2 separate regions of the Mus musculus genome follow, and region 1 is linked to region 2. A link is a contact called in public promoter capture Hi-C data. All regions are on one chromosome and are shown on one strand. Each heading gives the region's core, a stretch centred on a gene start, on an enhancer-like site or on the middle of the called end of the contact. The rest is flanking DNA. Distances are from core to core; before and after follow the strand shown. Region 1 holds the start of Cs (citrate synthase). Region 2 holds the start of Nxph4 (neurexophilin 4).

Region 1 (5,539 bases), core at 2,635-5,134, 800 kb after region 2:
TCTACTTTAAAAATGTTTTAAAGTTAGTTTATTTTTTTATGTGTATTGGTATTTTGCTTACATATATGTCTTTGTAAAGGTGCCATATCTCCTGGAACTGAAGTTAGAGACAGTTGTAAGGTGCCATGTGGATGCTAGGAATTGAACCCAGGTCCTTTGGAAAAACAGCTAGTGCTGAGACATCTCTTCAGCCCCCCACCCCCACCCCTTTTTGTGACACAGGGTTTCTCTGGCTGTCCTAGAACTTGCTTGGTTTACAAGGCTGGTCTTGAATTCAGAGATTGACATGCCCCTGCCTCAAGAATACTGAGATTCAAAGCATTTTCCATACCTGGTCTCATTATTCTATTTTATAGATAAAGAAGCAAGTTCAGAGAGGTTAAGTGGTCTTGCTAGTCAACAAGGAACCGAGAATCCATCTATGATCATCTTAGCCAGTGATCTGTCTGCTACACCTCACTTTAGGAAGTACAGTCTGCATGTATTCTCTAGTAGTTGTATAAAGTAGTATTTCTAAGATGTGTTTGCAAACCCCCCTGGGAGCTTGGATGTGCGAGTGCAGGGTTCTAACAATCACCAGTGTAGAAGCATTGCGTCCTCTGGTCCCCTTTTCCAGACTGTTTCTCATCAGACTCCCATTTTGAGGGTTAGGAAAGAGGATAGTCAGGGCTGAATTGTCTAAAAGAAGCAGCCTGATTTAGAGCTGGGTGCAGTAGTACATGCCTGTTGCCTGAGTTTTTCGAAAGGATGAGGCAGAAGGATTGCTTGAGTTTAGGAATTTGAAGTCAGCCTGGGCAATAGTTTAAGACCCTGTTTCTTCAAAATATTTTAGGGTTGAGGTTGTAGTTCACGTGTTTAATGCTCTCCTAGTATTCATGAGCTCTGCTATCTTGTTCACCAAAGTCATTTCAGCTGCTACACCGTTCTCTCTCTCTCTCTCCCTCTCTCTCTCTCTGTCTCTGTCTCTGTCTCTCTCTTCCTTATCTGTATATGTTCTAGGGTGGGTGTCTCCAGTTCCTTACGTCAGTTATGGATGTGCAAAGGTTTTACAGATGGGCGAAACTGCATAGTTCTTATCTTTTAAAGTACCTTTATAGCAACACATTGTGCTGATGTCTCCAGGAGACTGCAGACAGTGATTCCCGGGTGTGGTTCAGTGGAACGACATTTGCCCAGTATGCAGGGTGCCTTGGATTCCTGGTAGCTAGGGAGTAGATGGTAAAGCTTGGCAGAGCTTGACGTGAGCTCTGGAATGAGGTTGTGAATTCTAGCTAGGCCAGCTATGAGCAATGGCCCTTGGCCGGACATTTTATCTGAGTTGCCTTCTCTTTAAAGGTACTATTACCTACATATTATAGAGTTGCAAGGATTAATTAAGGTGACTCATGCACTATAGTTAGATAGTGACTTGAAACAGTAAGCACTGCATTGTAGCTTTGTTCAGCTAAGCGTGGCAGTGTGTGTGTGCCTGGGATCCAGGAGGATCACAAGTTCTCCACCAACTTAAGCAATTTAGCGAGATTTTTTTTTTGCCTCAAAATAAATTTAATTTTTCTTTTAGATAGGATCTCTTTATATACTCCAGGCCATCCTTGAACTTACTGTGTAGCCAAAGATGACCTTGAACTCCAGAGTTTCCTGCTTCCACCTCCCAAATGTTGGGGTTATAGATACATGTGCCATTCCTGGTTCCTCACCATTTTTAAAAACAGGGCTTTGATGTAGCTCATGGCTTAGCATATGTGAGACTCATGTAACCATATACACGTTCCTGTACACACACACACATACAGAGAGAGAGAGAGAGAGAGAGAGAGAGAGAGAGAGAGAGAGAGAGAGAGAGAGAGAGAGCAAACTACTGTCTACTGTCTACTGAAGTTTGTTTACCTATAGGAGATAATGTTAAGACGATTCTAGAGCCCGAATTCTCCCACTTGATCTTGACCACCAGGGGGCACCGTTGTCCCTGAGCATTTTGAATCTTCCCAAGGTCACAATTATGTCAAGTCTTTTCTGTGGCCCCTTCCTGTTCTCATGCAGGTATATTTGGACCTAGAGTTTTCTTAGCTGTTATATTCATGCCAGTCTTAACTTTCCCACCTATGTTCAGAAAGAAACTGTAGGGCTAGGGGTGTGGTTTGATGTTTGAGTATTAGTAATAGCATGTTACAAACCGCATTCACTCCCAGCAATGAGGGACAGACTGATACAGACTCAGCTTTTGGGCGAAACCACTTAACCCCCTTCATCTCTGGGCTTTCACATTGATTTTATAACAATGGACATCAGGATTAAATAACTTCAAATAAATAAAAATTGGACGTTAAAGTACAGAATCCTATCAAGGGGCTTAAAAAGGATGGCATTCTCTCTGTAGTTATTAAAACTCCAGTTACCATTATGGCCACCCAATAATTGTCCCTTCAGCAGCCTCACCTGATGGGGACAGCCTCTGGTTACTTACGGCACTGGAGTTCAGGCCTCTGATCTGCTAGCTAGTCTCTGTGGATAATTAACTATGGGGGAAGGAACCAGGTCAGACTATTCTGGGGTTATGAGGAAACCCCATGTGAGATGCTAAATTGGGAGCCAATATTGATCAGTGAAGCTTTGAAGTCCCCGGGGAGGTGGTCTAAGGTTATTGCTTCTCAAGAGGCGCAGCTTCTCTTGATAAAGTTCTCTCATAAGAACTACCTGACTTCCAAGCTAGAACAACACTACTGGGCAGATATGAATATGTATATGAGAAAACTTGAGGAAATAGGGGTTTTCTTTCTCTTTTCCAAGTCTAAGCCACAAACTACATCCTCTATAAACAAGGACTATCTGAACTTGGCTTACATGGATACTGAGACCTCTGCACTTTGTTACTGTCATGTGGTGAGATAAAAGGATTGTACATTTGAGGCTTGGTGGTTACAGATAAGGTGCTCTGATCATTGGGTCAGCTTCTCTCCACCCTTAGGCCAATTTCACAGTAGGCACAGGAAAGTACAGAAGTTCTGAGGTGTTCTACCCCGGGGCATTTAAGAGTGATGTGTAAGATCATTAAATCCTTGTGTCATTCACTGCAATGTTTTCTGAGGGAGAAATAAGAGAGAGAGCCAAGTAGGATAAACGTCCTCGAGTCCTTTGGAAATACTGTGAATGATGGGACGAAAAGAGAGTGTCTAACACCTGATCTTGAGTGGAGAGTTGCAGCTCCTGATCCTGTGTCTGAGGTGGGCTGGCTCTATGGGGTTTTATGATATGGGGTTTTATGAAGAATGTCAGAATCATAAGGCCCAGGACCCAAAGACTGAAAGGTTCCTTCATATTAAGGGGGCTTTTGTAAGACTTAGACTCCATATAGTTCACAAACATCACTAAACATTCAGGCTTCTGGTTTTGCTCTTCTCCACATAACGGGGTCAGTATCTGTAATTTCAAGATTTCTTCTGTTCACAAATGACCATCAAGCAACTAACTCTGGCATCATAGCGGGCTTTCTGCGTGATGTCACCTCCACGGCCATGAAGTCATTAACCAAAGACATTCTTTAAGAAAGCATGCCAAGCAGGTAGAGGAAGTGCAATGGTCAGTTGCAGTGTTCAGTGACCTTCAAACGTCGCGTGCTGGAGCTTTATCTTCAGCATTCTCCGGAGAACCCGAAATGTGTTAAGGGCAAAGGGAAAAGCCAAAGAAGGAAGTTAACTGAGTTCTCAGGCACATCCTTAGACACCTACAATCCCTTTCCCACCCACTCCTAATTAGCCTAATCCGTACGGTCCAATCCTCCCCGCGATAACATCTGTCAAAGGCTCAGATCCCGCCCCTCTTCCATTTTGGGCCAATGGTCGAGGCCGGGGTGGGTCGCCGGAGGGGGGCGGGCTCAAGTTTCGGGCAGAGGGCGGGGCCTCGCCGAGGACCCTGGGCTGGGCGCCTGTGCCGGTTTGTCTACCCTTCCCCTCAGCCGCCTCCTTTCAACCTTGTCCGCCGGTTGGCGCGGTCTCCATCACAGCGGCGACCGCTCCTGTTGCAGCTGTAGCTCTCTCCCTTCGGTCCCTTCCCGCCAGGTCCCGGAGTTTCGCCCGCCATGGCTCTACTCACTGCAGCAACCCGGCTCTTGGGAGCCAAGGTGAGCTTAAAGGAGGGAGCGCGCCGTGGCGCGCGGGGTGGGGCTGAGGCGACCGCAGGGCCTCCGGCACCGGCTCTCCCTCCCACACCGGAGCGCAGCCCTCCGCGCCTTAAAGGGGCCCGACCCTGGCGAGCCGCCAACCCTTCCCAGAGCTCCTAGGCCATGTGCTGCGTGCCCTTCCGGCTAAGGTGAACGCTGCCGGCCCCGGCCTGCAGCCCCCGGCGGCCGGGAGGCCCGCCTTCTGTCATATCAAGTATCCAAGGTGCAAGCGAGGGATGCAGGGCCCTGGCTGCAAGGCCAGAGAGCAAAGATGTGGCGTGGTCCCCCGAATTAGGGAGAGAACTGTTGGAGGAGGAGTGGGGGATGTATAAATATGCTCACTTGGTCACTGGGGCTAATTTGGGCTCTGCTTTGTAGGGTGAGTCCTGTCAGGACCTGTTTCTTTCCTCACTGTAATTGAAGCCTGTAAGTGACCCCGCCGTTTTAGTTTTGTTAGGGGACTAGAGCCCCCCAGCTCCTCTTTGTCCTTGGGACTCCTGCACTTAATGTATATAGGAGGAGCTTGAATAGGGTGGGGCATTTCTGTTAAACCTGCTGATTATGTATCACATCAGGCTCTAGGTAGAACCAGAAAGGTTGTTCCTCCAAGCTACAGGCCAATAAATGAAGACAGGCGTGAGGTAGTAACACCAAGGTCACATGACTCAATTCTACTACCTACCAGGAGTACTTCCCCTTATTCCCTGGCGGCCCTTTAATTTGATGGTTTGCCTTTTGAATTCTGAAGTTCAAGTCCAAGTAGGGATAACTCTTAATTTCACGTTATCACTACTTTTTTGCTCAGCATAACTTGGGCCTTTAAACAGAGACCCAGCTATGCTGAGGGAATTTCAGCTCTAACCCAAGTGGGGACAGTCCCACAAATGACCTTGGCTTCTGTTTTAGTTTTAAAGGAACTAATAGGTTTTTCTCATCAGTAGATAGTTTGAAGCAAAGTACACCTGGAGGAAAGAAAAGACTTAGAATGGTATTAACTTTCTGTGTGAGATGCATAGTTGTCAGATGTACCACAAAACTTGTAGGGTTTATCTTGGGGCTTTTCTGTGTCTGGCAACAAGGTAGAGACTGGTTATTTGGTAGACACTTGTCTTACTTGGCTGTTGCTACTGCTGCTGCCAGGGAACTGGGTAAGGAAACCTCTTGGGAAATGAAGCAAGTTCTAGACGGTGTTTGGCAGAATGGTGGACCTATAATTAGATCGGTTCAGGAGCTGCTAACCCAGACCAGATAGTCTAACACAACAGTGAACTTGAAAAAGCCTTTGGTTTTACTTTTTTTTTAGTTTATCTTGCTTCATAAAGCCCTAGGAAATGTCATAATGCTTTGGGAGGGTGACTGGGCCACATTTGTGTTGTCATTCTT
Region 2 (5,374 bases), core at 1,404-3,903:
TAATCCTTCCCTGAGGCAGGATAGAGCTGAAAAGTCCCACAGGACCCCCGCCCCTGCCCTCCCCCAGCTAATTAGTAATTAGTGATTAGTGATTAGTGACTATTGATCGCCTGCTGTTTTTCCCAGTAGGCAGCTGCTTTGGCAAGGGGCAAGGAAGACAGAGATACGGAGGGAAAGGAGGTTGAAGATTGTATTGGAAAGATCCTGAGCAGCCAGTCCAGTCCAGAAGTCAGAGCCCTAGATGCAATGGAAACCAGGGGAACCAGAACGTGTGAGGAGTCTCAGGAGCTGGAAAGTAGAGGAAGAAGCAGAGAAGTCCTCGGGAAGGCAGGGCGGGCAGCATCGATGGTCAAGATTTCCCCAAGAGCCATCTCAAGAGCTGTGCCCATCAAAAGCTCAACCCAGTGTCAGCTTTATCTCATGCTCACTCCCAATTCTGGCATCAAGATATCCCTGGACGCAGGCACACTCAGGAGTGCACGTATGCGTTCACAATCAGGTGAGCCCTTCTGAGGCTCACAATCCGTGATTGCTGGCACTTGAAGCTATGAGCACACTCCCAGACCCAGATTCACAGGCAAAAAAACAGATGTGTTCCAGCATGCAAATACATCAGAGACCCCGGGGGGTGGGGGTTCTGTGCATGTGCACACGCCCCACTGTTTTTCTCCTAAGTCCATTGGAGAACAGATTTCCTTACATGACCCTATGCAAAGTAACAGGTATTCAGAAACCAAACATAAACATAGACCCTCACATGTCCACAGGCTGGACCAAATGCCAGATAGGCACTTCCCTGCTGATTCCGACATAGCCACCCCACAGCTGCAGCCTTCTCACAGGAAGACAGATTCCCATCTCTCCTATCATCCTCATGCTTACTCTCCCTCAAGGCTCTACCAGATGTTTCCTTCCTCTTCAGGGGGCAAAGGAAATTAAACCAGATCTGTCCACAGGGGAGTTAATTTGATGCGAAGAGAGTGGAGAAGGCTGGTGGGGGTGGAGGGAAGGATCAGGGCAATGTATCCTTCCTTCCTCTGTGACCCCAGGCCTTCACATACTGTGGTTTGTTTGGGGCTGGACCTTCTCCTGCAGTCTCCCTGGGTACAAACCAGGCCTCAGGTTCAAAGAAAGCTCTTGCCAAAGGCAGCATTTTTCACACTAGGGGGCTATTTTCTTTTCTTTCTTTTTTTCCATCCATCCATCCATCCATCCATCCATTCGTTCATTCTTTCTTATTTATTTATTTATTTATTTATTGCCCAGTTTCCGTTCTCTCAAGGTCACTAGGCAGATAGGCTTGGGAGAATCCAAGGGCTCTACTAACTGGCTCACTGGGGCAGTGTCTACCCTATTGTAGTTATGAGGACACCACACCAGGCCTGGGGTCCAAGCGTTTTGGAGGAGAATTACTGGTTTCTCTTAAAGACTGGGGATTGAGGTCCAAGAGTGAGGGCTTGTGGAGCCAACTGGTTGCCCTTAAACTGGGTAGGTCATAGTTGAGAAAGGAAGTTGGGGGCAGAGTCTAAACTACCCTTGTGGGTCACACTTCAGGGCACAAATAGATGGCAGTGCTTTGAAGCAGGCACAATCAACCATGCAAAGACAATGTCTCCACCATGGCATGCCAACATAGACATTCACCTTGGGTCCCAGTGCCTGGATTCCCTGGACACATGCATACAAGGGCTGGTTTTAACCCATACACTCCATGTCCGCACTGTGAGCCCATATGGGCTGAAGATCTCAAGGCAAGAGTCGGGCAGGATGAGCTCTGGGCCCTTTTAGCCTTTGGGTCTTCACCCAGAAACCCCAGGAAAAGAGACAGTGAGAAGGGTGGGGGCAGGAAGGAGATGTAAGGAGAGACTCCCCTCCCAGACAACAACCACCAGGCGTGAGAGGGGGGTGTGTCTGTGAGGTTATGCAGGGGAGATGGTGTCTCCGCGGGAAATGGGATGGAAGATTGTAGCCAAGTTCAGCCCTGCTGGTGTGGGTCCGTGTAAGCGCGTGTGCCTGGATAATGTATGCTCGGATCGCAGAGCTTACCTGGCATTGTGACAAGGAGAAGAGGAATGGGAAGGTGGAGGGTGAGAGGTGGAAGGACAGACAGACAGACAGAGGGAGGCAAGCGAGGTAGGTGCGGAAAGAAGGCTAGGCTAACACCCGCTGGCTTGTCTGTCTGTCTCGCACTCCTTCTCTGTCTGGCGCACTCGCGGGTCGCGCTTCGTCCCCTCCCCCCGTCGCGCCTGAATCCGACTGGAGCCGGGCCTCCACCCTGCACCTTCTTCTAACCCTCAGCCAACTTGCTGGGTGCATGCCAGTCCTAAAGCGGGCAGTCTGTCTGTCCACGTCCCCCACGACGCACAAAGTTGGGACGCTTAGTCCTGGGGGCGGGGCGGACGCGCGGAGCCCCCTGGCATGCAGTGTTCTTCGTGTCCCGGACCCCGCACCTTGGCTCTGCCACCCTTACCTTCCTAAGGAGCCAAGGACCAAAGAGCAAGAGGAGCCATTCCGGGAGCAGCCGCATCTTCCCGAGCGGTCGAGCGGGTCGGGCAGGGCGGGTCCCGAGTCCGGCAGGACTGGGCTCAGGGTGAGGGACGCCGGGCAGAGGGCGGCGGCGCGAGCAGCGGGAGCGGGCGGCTCGGCCCGCGGACTGAGCGCGGAGCGGAGCAAGGCGCTGGGGGCGGGGCGCGGGCGGGGGAGAAAGTTGGGTCTGAGTCGGGCGGGCGGGGTGGGGGGGCGGGGCTCCGCGGTGCTCCAATCCCGGCCGCGCCCCGCGCGCCCCCTCCCGCCCAGCTGGGGGCAAGGAAGGTGACTTTCACCGTGACACACCCTGGACACACCCCTGGCTCAGGTGTGAAGCTGGAGAGGGGCAAGGGGTTTGGGGAGCAGCACCCCAAAGACGCCAGGTCTTGGGGCAGATGAGGGCTACAATAGGGCGTGGGACTCTAGGCCCTGAACTGTGAGCGGGAAGGGGTCGTCGCGGAGCATGAGTTCCCATACACAGGCTAGGGAACGCAGCAGGACCCTGTCCTGTGATGCCCGAGGTGGATGGGTGGGGGGTGTTTCTATAATCCTGGCAGAGGTAGGTCTAGGGCAGTGATCCGGACAGGGACCGAGGTGAGGGCGGGCGGGGCCTCGGGCGACTAGCACTGAGCGCGGCGCTGACGGGGATGGATGGGCGCCCCGCGGCTCATTCGGCCTGGAGATGAGAATCATTGATCACGGACGGAAACCCCATCACGTCTGTCAATAGGGCTGACAAACGGCGCCCGCCGCCCTGTCCCCGCCCCGCGGCACCTCTGCGGCCCCCGGACCCCTTGGCTAAACCGGCTCTTTTAAGTTAGCCCCTGATCCGCACTGTTGACCCTGGCCTGATCCAGAGCACCCTTGTTTGGTGCTAGGCAGGAAGTCCTCAGTGCCTTCTGCCCCTCTTGGTACGAGCCCTGTGCTTTCTCTCCCACAATCCCATCTTCCACTCTCAGCTCTTCTCATCCCGTCCCCTTCCCTGTCTATCTCTGTCCTTGTCTCTCTCTGTCCCCAGCTCCAGCACGGTCTCTGTTCTCATCCTCAGGGCTGTTTCTTCGTGTTTCCTCCTCCCACTGGTCTTTCTCTCTCTCCCCTACCCAGGGAGTCTTCAGCTGTCAGCTGTTGCTATGCGCTGTGTCTGAGGCTGAGTAGGTAGTATGACCAACACCTAGACAGCAAGAGATAGGACCATGCAAAGAGATGAAGAGACAGACACACATCCCAAGGTGTGTCTCCAGTCTTACCCCACTGTAATAGTACCCTGCTACACTGTAGCAGTGAGGCCACTTCACATACAGACCAGCATACACAGAGGCACATAAGCACACAGAGACGGACACACATGATTTATACACACAGTAGCATACAGTGATATACAGAAACAGCTAGGTACCCAAAGTACCTCTTGCCTTGACAGAGGCAAATACCCACAGGGACACACACACACACACACACACACACACACACACACACACACAGGCAATCTGAAAGACAAGCCTAGGGATATGAAAATAACAGACACACAGGAAGTGACAGACACTGAAAAGAGGGTCAGGGAAAGGACAGGGGTGTACTTGGTGACACTCAAGGAGACAAAAACCAGGGAGCAGCGATTTGGGGTGCAGTCAGGGCTGAACGAATAAAGGCAGGATGAGACAAAGTGTCAGGGACAAGGCCAAATGGCTGGCCAGGGCTGACCCTAAGCAAAGGAGCTGCTTTAGTTCTGGGTGAAGGCAAAGGGTGGTCACACATCCTGGGTGCCTAGAAGCCCACGGCCAAAGTATCTATCTGTAGGAGACCTGACCCTCCCCATCACCATCGTTTTAGCTAATCTCAGGCCGTCCAATTCTCTCAGAGATTACAAGTGCATGCACACATACACACATGTGCACAGTACTTATCTCTGGGTCTTTGCCTCTGTCCCTGACTCTTTCCATCTAAGAATATCTGCTTTTCAATCTGATCTGAATCAGTCAGTGTCCTTTTTGGTTTTTGAGACTCCCTTGCATTTGGCTTGGTTGAAGATAGTGCACCCTTCTGGTCCTGGCCAGAGAGGGAGGGTGCTAACGAAGGGGTAGGCTTTCTAAAGCAGCAGTTGGGGGCCTGTCTTGTTCTACCCGAGATCTTGAGGTGACAGGCAGAGAATCAGTGGCTCCGGGGGGGGGGGGGGCTACAGATGCAGGCTGGCAGAAGGAAGGGGTGGAGAGGGTGGGATTACTGGTGGTGGGGAATGAGCAGACTCTGGGGGAGGGAAGGAAGATGGCTGACAGAGGGTAGAAGGGTCAGCGCAAAATAGCCCCAGGGAAGGAAGTGAGAGGCTGGGCTAGGGTCCTCGGCAGCAGGTGCATAATTAGTGTGGGGAGCTTTAGGATAAGCAGTGTTACAGCAGTGTAGACGCCACCTGGTGGCCAGAAAGAGCCACAAGTCAACATTTAAGGATCAACAATGACCCCCCCCCAACCCCCACCCCCACCCCCATTTTATTCCCAGCAGGATCGCTCATCCCAGAGTCATAAGGAGTCTGGAGGAGCAAGGAAGATCTCATAGCCGGGCTTCAGGGATGAGGTTGGAGATAAAATTGATGATAGAAAAGGAGGGTCTTGTCTTTGGATGTTCATCTACCCATAAGCTTCCCCGAGGGGAGGATTCAAAGGAGAAATACCCTGGGAGGGTCAGAGATGAAAAGCTGGACAGCTCCTTTGGGAGGCATTGTTTGCTGCTGTTAGAAGAGCAGGGTTCTAACCCTCCCCCAGTCCTGGACAGTGTAAAGCTGCATAGTCTTCCGCAAGGGGTTCATTCCCCTTTGAAAGAGGTTCAAGGAGATCTGGAACAACTAAGATAGTGT

The links. Promoter capture Hi-C pulls out the DNA fragments that hold promoters and counts their contacts.
Region 1: a contact with region 2 is called in a promoter capture Hi-C map of neural stem cells. The contact joins the promoter of Cs here to the promoter of Nxph4 in region 2. A contact is called at or near these places in 7 of 39 promoter capture datasets (the 3T3-L1 cell line, the C10 cell line, cranial neural crest and 4 more), 2 of 115 datasets of contacts at active chromatin or transcription factors (T-cell acute lymphoblastic leukemia and large pre-B cells) and 1 of 9 other capture datasets (adipose tissue).

The regions. Positions count from the first base shown.
Region 1 is chr10:128,333,843-128,339,381 of GRCm38.p6, forward strand. It overlaps Cs (citrate synthase), which reads left to right and starts at 3,885. Exons shown (of 11, transcript NM_026444.4): 1 at 3,885-4,117. The coding sequence starts at 4,076. Gm51822 (a long non-coding RNA gene) reads right to left here. Exons shown (of 2, transcript XR_003949053.1): 2 at 3,297-5,539.
Region 2 is chr10:127,531,906-127,537,279 of GRCm38.p6, forward strand. It overlaps Nxph4 (neurexophilin 4), which reads right to left and starts at 2,654. Exons shown (of 2, transcript NM_183297.2): 1 at 2,471-2,654. The coding sequence starts at 2,527.